Regions from separate parts of the Sus scrofa genome. Here region 2 is linked to region 1. Evidence: chromatin contacts called from public Hi-C data. All regions are on one chromosome and are shown on one strand. The core of a region is the stretch at or near the end of the contact, and the rest is flanking DNA. Distances in the headings are between cores, read along the strand shown.

Region 1 (2,694 bases), core at 50-2,549:
TATATATATATTATACATATATATATATATATATATATATTTTTTTTTTTTTTTTGCTGTTTTTGGCTGCACCCAAAGCATATGTAAGTTCCCAGGCTAGGGGTGGAATCCGAGTTCCAGCTGCTGGCTTACACCACAACCACATCAACTCAGAATTCGAGCTGCCTCTGCAACCTACACCACAGCTCAGAGCGATGCTGGTTCCCCGACCCAAACGAGGCCAGGGATCGAAATGCATCCTCATGGATTCTAGCTGTGTTCGCTTCCACTGAGCCACGATGGGAACTCCCAAGAAATACATCTTTGAGAATACATCAACAGTAAGATCGACAAAGAAAATCCTGGGGAAAGAGTAGGATAGAGTTTAGGCGAATACAGGTTTCTGAAGTTTCATAATCTTATTTTTCTTGGCCTGGTTTGTGGATTCGCTTTTTTTTTTCTTTTTATTTCGTATGTCCTCATACTTTGCGGGGCCATATATGTTCAGTATTCCAATAAAAGAATAAATATTGAAGGGAAAAGAATAGGAAGCACCAAATAAGACGCTAGAAACCAATGCAAAATATTAGTAACCATGATAAATATTAATGGACTGTCAAATTAAACAACAACGTTTCAGTGAGTTTCTAAATCTAGTTACAGGCTATGTACATGAAAGTCACCTCAAGCAAATAAAGTATATGGAAATTTTAAGCGTAAAAAGCATTCAAGACAAATGCTAACAAAACCAGTGTGCTCCTATTAATATTAGACAAAACTGAACACAAAGCAAAAGGTAAGTAGTTTATTCCTGCAGGTTTCCAATTCCTAACCCCACTCCCGTCCTCCAATAAAGTCCTGAACTCACTTCGCCGGGCTTTTTCCTGTCTCCATCCCAATCTGTCAGGTTTTTTGGACCATACCGCCAATGCTTCCCCCTCACCGCTAAATACAGCGGACCTAAACTTAGTCACCAGCGTTTCATATCGCTTATTACAGGCTCTAAAACACACTCCGCCCAGCTGCCTGGCTTCCCAGTCCCAGGTCCCCGTCCCCACTAACTCCTCCCGGTTTGTGGGCCTCTCGTGTCCTCAGGAAGGCCGGGAGTTAAGGGTTAAATGAGGAAAGAGAGGCTTACACAACTAAGGGCAGAATCAGGGGGAGCGGAGGTCATGGAAGCTGCCGCTGAAGGGAGGAGAAGTTCATACGATGGTCTGATCTGCCGCGGAGACCTACAGCTGTGAACAAGCCGCTGCGGACCACTCCTCTGCCCATGTGTACAGGGGGAATTGCCTCCGGAGAGTAATGGCTTCCGCTCCACTTCCGCCTTCTAAGTGTCGCGGGATTTCATAACAGGACCGCTAACCTGGAAGCACAGGGTGGAAAGGATTCTGGGAAATGTAGTTCTCGAATTTAGGCAGCCTTTGGGGTATTGTATACGTGGAATCTACTGATCTTGCTGGGTTCCTCCAACTTCTTTTTTTGTTTGTTTGTTTGTTTGTTTTCTTTCTTTTTAGGGCCACACCCTCAACATATGGAAGTTCTCAGGCTAGGGGTGGAATCAGAGCTATAGCTGACTGCCTGCTCCAGAACCACATCTGTGCCACTGGTCACCACAAGGCTAGATTCCCCTACCCGCTGAGCAAGGTCAGGGATGGAACCCGCATCCTCATGGATACTAATCGGATTCGTTTATCCTTCACCCCACCTTCTAATTTTTCAAATGCCTTGGGTCTCAGTTCTCAGGCGTCTTTGCAATTTATAATCTTTGAGGTAGCAGTGAATCTTACCACTTTTAAGTGCTATTTAATAGTCAAGATGGAAGTTTCCATCCACAGCTCCACACCTCTACTCTAAATTCCATTTGGAATGAGATATTCTCTCCACTTGGATATTTTATAGATACATTAAAATGCCACAAATTAGAAGTTCCTGTTATGGCTCAGCGGTTAACAAACCCAAGTAGCATCCATGAGTATGCAGTTTCCATCCCTGGCCTTGCTCAGTAGATTAAGAATGGAGCATTGCCATGACCTGTGGTGTAGGTCACACACGAGGTTCAGATCCCGAGTTGCTGTGGCTGTGGTATAGGCCAGTGGCTACAGCTCTGATTGGACCCCTAGCCTGGGAAACTCCATATCTTGTGGGTTCCACCCTAAAAAGACCAAAAAAAAAAAAAAAAAAAAAAAAAGCCGCAAATTAAACTCCTGGCTCCACCTTCTCAACTTCAAATAACAGCAACCCCATCTTTCCACATTTCCATTGTAAACCTTGGCAACATCCTGGACTCTTCTTTGATTCAATAGGAAATACTCAGTTCTACCTTGATCATTAGCCAAGAATCTGATTGGTTTGCCAGAAATATTTTTTTCTTGTTTCTGAGTCCAGAAAGTTCACTGTTGGACCTGATGGATTGTAAATTGAGCGGGACCGGTGGGACCCTCCTGGGCAAAAAGCCTTTCCAGGTCCCTCATTTTCTTATTTGCAGGATAAAAGATTCAGCCTCCTATTACCCGCCCTGAGTTCCAAAGGGTAGATTCAAATAGGTACTAATCAGGGAAATAATGAATGCAGAAAAAAAAGCAAGAATAATCAAGAAACTATAGTGCAGTGATTAAAGCAAGATACTGGTTCCTCCTTGAGGAATATACATAATAATATATCTGAGTTCTTTTGCAGAAACTAAGGCCCTCACCCAGTTGGAGAATGGAAACT
Region 2 (2,694 bases), core at 135-2,634, 600 kb before region 1:
CAAATGCTGCAGGCAGCCAAAAAAAGAGAAAAAAAACAAAATTCCCTTTCCTTTTATCAAAAGACAACTTAGAGGTTTCCTAAGACCTTTGGTAGACCATGCATTGCGACTTTAATTATCTCTGCCTCCTTCTTACTATTAAAACCTATGAATGTCTGCCCTAGGAGGTCAGGCAGAGTTAGCCTTTGACCAATTCTAGGATGATATCAAGAACCATCCCTCTTTTGGTCTCTCAAATTATAACGAGTTGTTTTCTTTTTCTCTTGTTATTTGAAGTAGATTGTCAAGCTCTTACAGACTTTGAACATAATGGAAATTCGAGATCAGCTGGGCATTACAGTCGCTCTTGCAACTCAGTAGCTAAAGAATCCCCTTGCTCCAGGACAGCAACCTCAGCCACACAGTTGGCAGCAGCCATCTCAGACTTAAACTTAGGGTCATCTCTTTACCTCCAGTGTCAGAGGCCCCAGACTGAGATACTGAAGCATTTGCTGCCCCTCGCCTTAACGGCAGTTTGTTGCTCCCTTCCCAGGTAAGGGGAACCACAGAGAGGAAGCTAAACTATATTGAAAAAAAGTAAATGGTGCACAGTGAATTTATGGCACATGTGAAAACATCAAGTACAGTTATGCCCTGACTGTATTCATTATCCCTGTGGGGAAAGGTCTGCAAAGTTGTGCAACAGTGGGTATGATGCATTCAACTACCTCTCTATTTGAAAGCAACTGTTATTCACATAGGTGCCAACTGGAGATTAGCACTTGCCATCTGCCTCTAGAAGGATAGAATCATGAGTCACTACAACTGCTGTAAGGAGTTCAGGGTGGAGATCAGGAATGAGGCAATCTGTGCTCTGGGAAAAACTGGCAATACAGGTCTTCAGATAGATATTTTCAAGAGATTTATGAGCCCAATTCTTGTATCTCCTCATATCTAGAAAAGCACTAAAATCCTTCATAGTGATGTCTGCTTCATGTGACTAGCAGCAACCTTCTGCAAAATATGTGCTTGAAGGCATGTACGTCCTGCCTTCACCAAAATCACAGATATAAGGCCTTCCCTGCCCATCCCCTAGCTCTTTGGAGTGGTTTCTCAAAGCTATCTAAAAGCTGCCTCTCAGGCTATAGTCTCCCCCATCTCCCCACAGAATATAGTGCATGTAAGACGCACAGGCTATGGAGGAAAACAAACTACTGTACCGGTTCTGTGCCATAGCCCCCACTGGAGTCCAGACCAGCCCCCCATCCCTTCTTCGTGGTAGGAAAAGAGCAGTTCTTCAGCCCCTCCTGGAAAAAACTGCAGCCTTCAGCATCCCCCCAGGCCCCGCCCCTTACGCAGTAGGCGGAGACTGGAACTGCGTGGGTGCGTTGGAGTATGCGCGTGCGCAGGCAGTAGCTGTCGCAAGGGCGCTCTTACCCGGGTCTGAGGCTGAAATATTCGGCATTTGGCGGTCAGTCCTCTGTGCGGTCAAGCGAGAGAGGACGAGACCAAAGGGGAGGCTCAAGTCAAGGGATGAGCTGAACTGGCCACACGGGCCTCTCGCCTGACGCTCCTGGGCGGCTGCCCGTCAGCCGAGAGCTCTGGCTCGCTTGGCCGGCTTGGGTCCGTGGCGGCAGCTCTGGGAGGAGACGGGTCTGTCAGTACTTTTCTCCATCCTTTGTGCTCCCCTTTTAAAAGCCTCCGGAGCAACCGCTGGGTCCTTGCCCCGGAAGGAAAAGAAAAAGCATTTCCGTCGTTCTCGTCAATGACTCCGACCATAACGGCCCCTTGTCCCCAAGTCCCGGGGAGCATTCGGTGGAATTGTCCCGGCTGATTGTCCGTTATTCAAGTTTGGTAAGTTGTATTCTGTTGGAAAGAGAAAGCTTCCCGGGTTAATAGGGAGCACGTGTGACTGATATCAATAAATGCATTCGTAAAACACTAAGTGTACCTCATCAGAGCCCTATAAAGCCTCCAAAGCTTCAAAGGACAGGAGTCTCTGGTAAGGAAGACCATGCAGACTGAGTTGTGTTCGTACAGAAGTTGAAATTGAATTTACCATGAGTAAAATGGGTTTTGACGGGTGGATTTTCCCTTCCAAGTAATCATCTTGAAGTTCCTATCTAAAGAAAATCTGTGGAGTCAATAAAAGGAACATTTTGATAAATGAGATTTTTTTCGTCTCATTTGTCTCTTGTCATTCATATTATGACGAACCATTTAATGGGAAATTGCAGATATTCACCTCACCCTTTACTCTTAAGCATGCATCTCCTAAGAATGAGGACAATCTCCTACTAAAAACACCTCAGTTGTCCATCGAGAAAGTCAAAATTTCTCCGGTTTGCCAAAAGTGTCTATGATTCTCGAGCTAGGACCCAAAGAAGATGTGTAAGATGCATTTTGGTTTTAGATCTCTTTTACCTAAAATACATTTATTTGCCTGTATTAAAAATTTCATTTTGGTTACTGCAAATTCCAGTTAAGTTATACTGTTAAATGTTGGCATTCTGATATGATATGGTTTTCCCATGCTTTTAATTAACTTCCCTATCTCATAAAGTGGATGTTGAGTCTAGAGCAGTACTGTCTAATAAAAATATAATGTGAAGTACAGATGTAATTTTAAATAATTTTAGTAGTCAAAGATATTTTTATAATAGATCTTATTTAACCCAATTTAGCTGTTATCAATATAAAACTGTTAATAAAATT

The links. Hi-C and Micro-C count contacts between places; a contact is called where the count stands out from the background.
Region 2: a contact with region 1 is called in a Hi-C map of embryonic fibroblasts, with 1.8 times the contacts expected there. The contact joins the promoter of LOC110259338 here to the promoter of ZNF317 in region 1. A contact is called at or near these places in 2 of 47 Hi-C or Micro-C datasets (embryonic fibroblasts and heart right ventricle).

The regions. Positions count from the first base shown.
Region 1 is chr2:67,310,753-67,313,446 of Sscrofa11.1, reverse strand. ZNF317 (zinc finger protein 317) reads right to left here and starts at 1,299. Exons shown (of 6, transcript XM_021083756.1): 1 at 1,118-1,299.
Region 2 is chr2:67,906,554-67,909,247 of Sscrofa11.1, reverse strand. It overlaps LOC110259338 (zinc finger protein 177-like), which reads left to right and starts at 1,384. Exons shown (of 8, transcript XM_021083761.1): 1 at 1,384-1,833.